2 separate regions of the Gossypium hirsutum genome follow, and region 1 is linked to region 2. Evidence: chromatin contacts called from public Hi-C data. All regions are on one chromosome and are shown on one strand. Each heading gives the region's core, a stretch centred on a gene start, on an enhancer-like site or on the middle of the called end of the contact. The rest is flanking DNA. Distances are from core to core; before and after follow the strand shown.

Region 1 (4,953 bases), core at 2,445-4,944, 240 kb before region 2:
GTTAAAATCTGGACATTCCAGCGATAACATCTTTTACTGCAATGTGGGTATTTTTCACTTGCTTTGAATTCTTAGTTAAAAGAGTCTAGTGGTGTCTGTTTTTTCATTTCAGTATTCCTCTAAGTTCAAATCAATAGGCATAACGTAGTAGGTGACTATTTATGCTTCCTGCTAAGCTCCTTTTTGGTGTTTGCAATATTAGGTAGTAGCAGGTGGAGGTGCAGTTGAAGCTGCTTTATCAGTGTATTTGGAGTATCTTGCCACGACTTTAGGATCACGTGAGCAGTTGGCAATTGCAGAGTTTGCAGAAGCTCTTTTAATTATACCGAAGGTAAATTTAGTATTGGCTAGGTTGCAAGTTATGCGAATTGATATCCTTTTATTGGCTCATCTCACTTCGTGCTTTATATGAGAAGTAAATAGTTACGCAATAAAATTGATCATGCACAGGTGCTTGCAGTCAATGCTGCCAAGGATGCCACTGAATTAGTTGCGAAACTTCGGGCTTACCACCACACTGCTCAAACCAAGGCTGATAAAAAACATTTTTCAAAGTAAAACGTAGACAATATTATGATAAAAAAATTTTATTTCGATAAAAGAAAGTACTATAGATAATTGAGAGTTGTGGCACTGAATTGTGATGTTCAATCTTGTCAAATTGCAGCATGGGTTTGGACCTTTTGAATGGAACCGTTCGTAACAACTTAGAAGCTGGAGTCATTGAGCCTGCAATGAGCAAAGTGAAGATTATTCAGGTAATTGGAGTAATCAGGCTGTTTTTATTTTTGGTTTACATTGTCCAACAGCGAGTTGCTAATATGGTTCCTAAAACGCTCTGTTTTACCAGTTTGCAACTGAAGCAGCCATAACGATTCTTCGAATTGATGATATGATCAAGCTTATGAAAGATGAAAGTCAGAACGAAGAGTAGGGGAGATGGGACTTCCGTTGATAAGGATATGATGGTTGTAGGTTAATACAAAGGAAGGATTGGGATGCGGTTTTAAGAAAATTGAAGCAGGTTTTCATGTTTTTTTTTTGTTGTTATATATCGTTTTATTGGGTTTAAAACGAATATAATGTTTGTTTTCAGCGATTAATAGACCAGCGTTCCGTTTTTTGTTGTATGCTTGTGGCACTGCATTGCGTAGTGTTTTTTTTTGGCGAAGGGGATTCAAGTATTTTCCTATCAAGTTTCAATACAGAGGAACCTTACATTATTAATAGTATGATAGAGATATATGATGAATTCATATTTAAATTTTATGAGCACAAAAGTTTCAATAAAAGTTTATTGTTAAATTTAATAATCATGTAAATGAAACGTATACTTGGGTTTTTAATCAAGCTTTATCATTTTAAGGCTTTGTTTGGAAGGGAGATTGACTGCGGTGTGGTGCGTTTAACTTACTTTTTGTCTCACGTTACAGTATCGCTACAGTATCTAATCTCACCGCCACCGCTGTTTTTACACTAACCGCAGCTAAACGTACCGCCCATCCAAACTCACCCTAAGGAAACAAAAAAAAACACAGTAGAAAATTCGATTTGTTTGGCTCACCAAGAATTGATTTGGGTTTTAGGCAAATCATTTTCTTATCTGGTTTAAATTAATTTTTATTAATTGTTTAAATTTAATGATTTAAGGGTCAAAATTAAATTTGCAAATTAAGTCTTTTAAGAAAGAAAGTTCATTCTATTCAGTTTTTAGTGATTCTAAAAATATCAATCAGGTCATTTTGTCATCGTTAGTTATCGACTTGGCATCGTTAGTTGATCAACTTTATAATAATGATGTGGTATGTCATTTAAGATATTGACGTGGTATGTCATTTCAGTAAAAAATATACATACATTTAAGATGAGTATAAAATTATAAAAACTTTTAATTTTCTTTTAAAATTATTAAAAATTACAAAAGAAAAAAAGTACCATGAAAGAATTCAAAATTACAAAAGCTTGTAAAAAGTCAAACAAAAGTCATTATAGAATTCAAAATGAATAGAGTGCCATGCAGTCTTCTTAGTAGAGAGAGTTGAGAGAAAGATAAAAAGAAAGAAAAAGGAAAGTGAAAATATAAAGTATATATATAAGGAATATAATTCTTAATATTTTTATAAATTATAACTTTTACTAATTTTTAATAATTTTTATAAAAAAGAGTATAGTATTGTATTTGATTTAGACAAATAATTGTTCAAATTTATTTTAGATGTATATATTTATTTTATTAATTTTAAAATATTTTTTATAAATTTTTATTTTTTGTTAATGTGGCATGCTAGTTAACATGCATAATTTTTAGTTTTTTTTGCAAATGTAATATATCATGTCAACATTATTGACATGTTCCATGCCATATCAAAGTCACTAAAATTAATAATTAAATTGGTGAATTGACGATTTCCTAAGAGTCTAAATATTATCAAATAAATAATAGATTCTAATTTTTAAATAGGATAGTTCTAAAGTCAACTAGAATCCATGATCCATGGCCATAGCACTAGTCTTTATCCCCGTTAAAATATCACAAAAACTTAGGTAAAAATGTGAAATGGTAGAAGCACTAACAAAATAAAATAAAATGGAAGCAGGTAGGCCATAGTCTGATTGACATTATACATGACCTGACCTCAGCCGTATCTGTATTCGTTCAGCTGATCTCCAAGCTTTTTCTCCCGTTCTTGATTGCCGATTCACAGATGGCGGAAGCTGTCATCACTGCAGCCGTAGAAGTGGCTCTATCAAAGGCCATCTCCCTCCTTGAAGACCAAGTCAACCTTGCATGGGATTTCAAGGACAAGCTGAACAAGCTTCGTTCCTTACTAGTTCTCACTCGAGCTCTCTTGCAAGATGCAGAGAGGAGGCAAGTTGATGAGGCTGTCAAAGTCTGGTTGGAGCAGCTTAGGGACATCGCTTATGAGGCGGATGATGTATTGGATGAGCTTGCTTACGAACATGTCCGCCGGAAGGTGGACAACCAAATGAGTAAAAAGGTTAGGGATTTCCTTTCCCCCTCCAAAAATCACCTGGCATTTTCTCTAAAGATGGCTAAAAAGGTTGAGAATATTAGCCTTTCACTGGATGAGATTACTGATCGGGCCTCCAAATTTGGGCTCCAACAAAGACTTCAAAATACGACGGCTCCAGTATTTAGTGGAGTAGGAGGAGGCACCAACTCCTTCCTTGACTCATCACGAGTTGTTGGAAGGGAAGCTGATGTCTTAAAAGTAGTTGATCTCTTGATTAGCTCAGCCACTCACCAAAGTTTGTCAACAGTATCCATTGTAGGCATGGCAGGCTTGGGTAAAACTACTTTAGCAAAGTCAGTGTGCAATAATGGGACAATAAAGAAACATTTTAAGACAATAATGTGGGTTTGTGTAGCAGAGAACTTTGATGTCCGGAGGATTTTGTTGGAGATGTTAGAATCTCTAACTAGAAAACCCTGTGAGATCAAGAACGAGGATGTTGTACTTCGAGAAATTCAGAAGGAGTTGAAAGAAAAGACCTTCCTTCTTGTCCTCGATGATGTGTGGGATGAGGATATTAAAAACTGGTTGGACTTAAAAGGGCAGTTTGCTGGGCATGAATGGAAGTAAACAAAGTTGCATTCTGGTCACAAGTCGTAGTGAAAATGTTGCATTAGTAAGGGAATCACCTCCTTATCATCGGCATCATCTTAAGATGATGATAGATGAAGAGTGCTGGTCCATTATCAGAGAAAGAGCATTCGGAAACTCTTCAATATCTCTAGAATTGGAAGTTATTGGAAGGGATATTGCTTGTAAATGTGGAGGTGTGCCACTGGTGGCAACTGTTATAGGAGGGACGATGTGCAACACATGGGATAAAGATGAGTGGGTCTCGCTCAGGGATAGTTCTATTTGGGGTTCTTTGGAAAAGAATGAAGGTATTGTTCGTGTTCTGAAATTAAGTTTTGATCGCTTGCCTTCCTTGTATTTAAAGCAATGTTTTGCCTATTGTTCCATTTTTCCTAAAGATTTTAGGATACAAAGGGAGGAACTGATTCAGCTTTGGATGGCTGAAGGCTTTCTTCAACGATCCAAAGGAAGTTCACAACTGGCCTTTGAGGATATTGGTAATGAGTACTTCAATGACCTGTTATCAAATTCCTTATTGCAAGATGTGGAGAAGGATCTGTACGGACGTATCATAAGTTGTAAGATGCATGATTTAGTTCATGATCTTGCCCAGTCCATTTCTGATATCAAACAACAAAATGTGTTTGATGATGTGAAATTGTGGCACTCTTTGTTCTTGAATTCTAGCTTCACCTTCATTGGAAAAGACTTCAAAGGATTGGTGGTTCTTAAATTTGGCGGTGCTGATATTGTATCATTGCCAGATTCAATTGGCAAGCTAAGGCATTTGAGATACTTTGATATCTCAAGAACTCGCATACCTAGACTACCCAAGTCCTTTACTCAGCTCTACCTTCTGGAGACGTTAAGATTATTGAGCTGCGAAATGCTCAAAAAACTTCCTGAAGGAATGAAAAATTTAGTTAACTTGAGGCATTTATATATCAGTCATGGACGTCATGTTCCTATTGGGATAGGATGTCTAATTAGTCTTCAGACTTTGCCAGTATTTCATGTGGGTACAGAAAGGGGAACTGGAATTGGAGAATTGGGTTTTTTAGTTGAATTAGGAGGAGAATTGGTGATAGAGGGTCTTGAGAATGTTATAGACAAAGAAGAAGCTAGGGGAGCTAAAATGTGGGAGAAGAAGAAATTACACAAGTTGCGGTACCGGTACCGATGGGACAACCGGAAGGAAGGGTACTGTAATCATGATGAGGAAGTATTGGAAGGGTTGGAACCTCACTCAAACTTGGAAAGCTTAAGTATTGAGAGTTATAAGGGGGAGTACTATCCATCATGGCTGTTAGGGAACTTTTGTGGTGAGCCAAATACTTGTTTTCAA
Region 2 (4,975 bases), core at 1,138-3,637:
AGGTCAAGTCGAGCTCGGGTTTAGCATTTTTTTGTCTAGGGCGGGCTTGGGTAAAATTTTAGGCACATTTTTCAAGTCGAATCGAATCTAAAAAAGGGGCTAAATTTTGGCATTAGCCCAACCTATGATCAGGTCTAATCTAGATCATGCTGTTTACAATATTCTTTTATGTAGTGTTTGGAACTAGTATTTCAGAATTTGTATTTGAATTTCAAAAACAATGTAAATTGAGTAGTGAATTATTTAGGAACATAATATTCATGATCATTTCTCAAAATTTAAAGATTTGTTAGAAGTCTATTTAGTAATGAATTTAAAATCTTTAACAATATTTTTCAATTTGACAAGTATATATATATCAACTAATTCATTCACTTCGTTCTTACCATTTACATAATAATTGAAATCATTTAAATTTCTAAACTACGAAATTCAGGATTGCCACAGCCTTGAAAATTGCACATCAATGTTGTTAAATAAAAAACCCTAAACCCTAATATGAAAAGAAAAGAGATGGAAATAGACACATGGCAACCCTTCCACCTCTTTTGCTAACACCATCTTAGCACTCATGGTAACCATGGCCTCCTTAGGATTTGTAAGGTTGGTCACCACTGTTTCCATTGTCTCTAAAGTAGGTACAAGTGCATTGGCGCCTGATGGCTTCATTTTCCATGGTATGGTAAGCTTATCTAGTGAAGGCAAAGTAGAAATTCCCCCAATTTCCTTCTGCATATATTCCATAACATCATCAGGTCAACTAGTGTTTTCGTCAACCCCAACTGCAAAGTGCTTTGATTGGTCCAGGGTGGTTGTAGCTGTACATTTTATTTTGAATACCACAGTGAGCATTTCAAAATACAATCTAACGTGGATATACAGTATAATTTCTATTTTTTAATACTTTAAATTTAATAATAATGTCAATTTAATAATGTAATTAACACTAAAGATTTTAGTCTGTTTAAAAGGTTCAATAAACTCATGCTTCTTCTTTTTTTCTATTTTAAACTAAAATTATAAATTTGTTAATGATATTACTTAATGGGCCAATATTAAGGCCCACGTTGTTTTGCTTGCCCAACCATAACCATCCCAACCTATTCCTTGGTTTCGTTTACCTTTCAAATCTGCCCAACCATAGTTTTTTTCTATTTAGTCGTGTCAGTCACGTTGGGCTTTACCCTTTATTGTAATTTACCAAAATGAGTTTTTTTTTTTACTTTTTATTTGTAAATGATATTAATTAATGGGCCAATATTAAGGCCCACGTTGTTTTGCTTGCCCAACCATAACCATCCCAACCAAATCCACGCACCACCTATTCCTTTACCTTTCAAATCTGCAGCATTTCCTTTCTGTTTTCTCCTCTGTATTCAGGTTAAGATAATAAAAAAAACCCATCGGTGCTTTGGGATTTTCGGGTAAGCTTCCGCTCTATCGCTGTTTTTTTTTTTAGTTCTTTATTATGTGTTACTTTAAAAAGGAAAGAAATTGCTTGGTCAAGTTGAAAAGTGTGAGAGAAAGATTGCTGTTTAGCAGAACTTGGAGGAACCACTTATCTGTTTTAAGACTTTGGGTTGATTTTATATGAATTTAATTTGTTTTCAGTGGTATGAGAAATGGGTTCTTCTTGGATAGTTGATTGCTGGTTACTATTGTTATGATTTGTTACAAATATTCGTTTGATTTAATGATTGTTTAAAGGATGAAGTATGAACAATGCCTGTTTTTGTTGCTATGAACTTTTTGCTTGAAATCAGTATTATTTGTGTTTGAATTTTGATGCCTTATTTGCATTTTCTGTTTAATAATCTAAACATCACTTGTTGTTACCAAACTGCTTAGCCTTTTGTTTCCAGAACCAAAAAGCACCAAGTTATCTGTTGATATCAAAGCAAGTTGTATTGTTTTGAATAATAAAAAATTGAAACTATATATATCTTTTAGAAAATGAATTGCATGATTTTACTTCATAAGGAACAATGGAATTACTGTTGCATTTTAATTGGTTATATATTTTTTATTTGGAGAAGGGGATTAAAATCTTGTTCTTTCTGTAGGGATCATGCTGTGACTCAGCAATGAAATTTCAAAAATAAATCAACATGATGTGCTAGATAATTTGTTTTTTCTTCCTGTTTGTTAATTTATAATCATGTATCACGCAATAGAAGATTCCTCAAATTACTGTAATATAATATTGGGATTTTTTTGGATATTTCCTTCTTCTTTTTTCACGTTTTGTTGCTTTCCATCGCCTTGCCGAAGAACCATATAGGCTAATAGAGTTAATTTCTAAGGGAGCATGTTTTTGTACTCCTTTTTTCCCCATTTCCAAGTGGAGTTTTGGAAGATAGTAGACTAATAGCTTGGTGAATTTCAGCTTGGACGGTATTAACACATTGGACCAATTTTCTGCTTTGAGATGGCTGGACTATTTGCTTATGGCAGCCTTGCACCAAAGACTAAGAATATGGTAGTCGCGGGGGGTTTGACAGCATTTGTATTTGGTGTATATTTCTATACTATGAGAGCTGTTGGAGGTACAGATGAGCTTCAGGTGGCTATAGATAAGTTCGAGGAGCTGAAAAAGCAAGAGGGGAAGTGAAGCATGGGATCAAAGCCTTGATCTCATTAGCCTTTTTTGTGACAATGCAGTCAAGAACTAGGTAAAGGTCATTTATATGACAGACAAAATAATGTGTTTAAAATCTGTGTTTTGAAAACTATTTGTCTTTGTTTGTTATACATTATATTGTAGTTGATAATAATAAAAACTTATTACTAGTTTTCCCTTGGCTGTATTCTTTAAGTTTTTATCATGTTACGACCTTTTGTGATGACAGCACTGGTTATTGTTGGAGAAGCTCAAACCCTAATTTTTTTGTGTGTTTCTGATGTTGTTGCCCCTATAGCAACCAGCCAATGACCTTTCTCTGGACGGGTCCAAAGGCAAGCGCGGGCACTTGTATAGTTTAAAAACTTCATCCCATTGGTTATTTTTCATTTATATTTTGTATCTTGGAAGGTTTGGTTAACCTGTAGTAATACTTTTTACTGCTTAGAACTGTAGGCAGCCATTCTGATGTGGAGATTTGTCACTTTACTTTTCCATTTGCTTGAACATTCCAGGAAACCATAATTGTTCCTTGACATGTCCTGATGGTTCCTCCAGTTGAAAACAGTAATGCATTAACTTTATCATAATTAAATTCGATTCGGTAGTTTGATCCTAGTAAAGCAATTCTAATGATTTCTAATAACCCGAAATAAAAACGACCCAAATATTTGTTTAATCAAAATTAATCTGGTCGAAAATAAGTTGACCTGTCGTCTAGTCAACCTTTAATGGTGATTGGTTTTAAGACTTGATGGCCAAAAGCAATCCCTAAAAAATAATGGAAAACAGCATCAGTCCACAAGAGAAGATGATCATCAGCATGTGAAAACCTTCATTTCTTACATCAGTTGTTGACACCTTCGTAGACTTGTCTATCAGCGGCCTCATTTTGCCCAAGCATCACCATCGACAAATTCCTCAAAAACCCCTTCAAACTCATTACCCTTCCCCCAGTTGTGTCGTTGCTAAGGGAGCCCTCCATGGCGATCTCGAGAAGATCATGCAAGCCTTCCGTCTTGGTGGCCTAATTGATGGGTCCAATTATTGGTTTGGTGTGTCTACCACCGTTGTTCAAATAGGTGGTGTGCTCAAGATCCTTTATTTCTAAAAGATGTTGAAGCATGAAGCTGTTAAAAATGGTGGGCAAACTGATAACTTTGAATGGCAATCATGAGATAATGAATGTTGAAGATGATTTTAGGTAGGTAACTATAAAGAGTTTGGAGGAAGTCATTGTTTGGGCTTATTGGTATGGTGTTGGGAACAGATGAAGAGTTTGTGTCGTGGGTTGGAAATGCCTTTCCAGGGGATTCCTTCATCGATATTTCATGGCATGCTTGAAAAGTTTTGTCATAGTTTCAGAGCTAGAACTGCTACACTGAGACCTAATGGTCCAATTTCACGTAGATTATTGGCTGATAATGCGACTTTTTAATGGTAGGAGATTTTGTGTTGGTCCATGGAGGGGTTTTAAGAAACATGTGGATTATGGGTTGGAGAGGCAGATGTTGACAGGAAACGAGGGCTTGGACTGTTGATACCAGAACATAGTCCAGTACAAGTCGAAGGGAAAGCTTGGAAGTTTCGAGTATCTGAGCTACCAAAAGCTGCTGCCTCGTTAAGTACTGCATCGATATTCGTTTTCCGGAAACATAATGAGTTATGAATTTCTTGAATTTCAGTCTTGGTTTTATAGGATACGTGTGTAGCGACTTGATCGATACAAACACTTGCTTAGCAATTTTAGGTATTGATCAATTTGTTTGACTTTGTCGTCGTCGTATTTATGTAAGGTTAGTATCGTTTTGTTGCCTGGATACTGTAATGGCAGCGACGAAGGATCACAAATCTTAAGCCTGGATTGCCATAGCTGTTGTTATACATGATATGGTTGCAATTTTCTATGGTAACATTCATTACCTCCCTTACAAGTTCTTAGTTTTTCATTGTATATAGACTTGTGTCAAGTGATCCTCTTCAAAGCTTTATTGATCATATTTTACACTGCATTCCAATCTAAATATCAAAGGTATATAACAAAAATAGAAGTTCGCCCGATAAAGGCCATTTTAGGAGGCAATTTTGTTGATAGCTAAATCTTGATAATGAGTTCATTTTTCTCAGTTACCAAACACTAAAAAATAACTTGCATGCAGATGAAAAATTTGAAAAGGAATTTCTTATTGCTTGTTTTCCGATTTCGAGAATGTTCCAAGTCAAATCCAACTTGATTATTCATAACAAGCTGAACTTAAATAACCCTAACAAGCAAGCAAAGTGTAATATATTAAATTAAAATGTCAAAACTCCCAAACTCAGAACTCAAACCAAAAGTCATCAAAACCAGACTCA

Evidence for each region. Hi-C and Micro-C count contacts between places; a contact is called where the count stands out from the background.
Region 1: a contact with region 2 is called in a Hi-C map of leaf, with 1.6 times the contacts expected there. The contact joins the promoter of LOC107895548 here to the promoter of LOC107896778 in region 2. A contact is called at or near these places in 2 of 34 Hi-C or Micro-C datasets (both in leaf).

What each region holds. Positions count from the first base shown.
Region 1 is chrA10:82,101,679-82,106,631 of Gossypium_hirsutum_v2.1, reverse strand. LOC107895548 (disease resistance protein RGA2) reads left to right here and starts at 3,694. Exons shown (of 1, transcript XM_016820811.1): 1 at 3,694-4,953. The coding sequence starts at 3,694. LOC107896765 (T-complex protein 1 subunit alpha) reads left to right here. Exons shown (of 17, transcript XM_016822032.2): 14 at 203-331; 15 at 451-554; 16 at 668-758; 17 at 851-1,223. The coding sequence ends at 934.
Region 2 is chrA10:81,858,060-81,863,034 of Gossypium_hirsutum_v2.1, reverse strand. It overlaps LOC107896778, which reads left to right and starts at 2,387. Exons shown (of 1, transcript XM_016822051.2): 1 at 2,387-2,797. The coding sequence starts at 2,429. The coding sequence ends at 2,611. It also overlaps the pseudogene LOC121208034.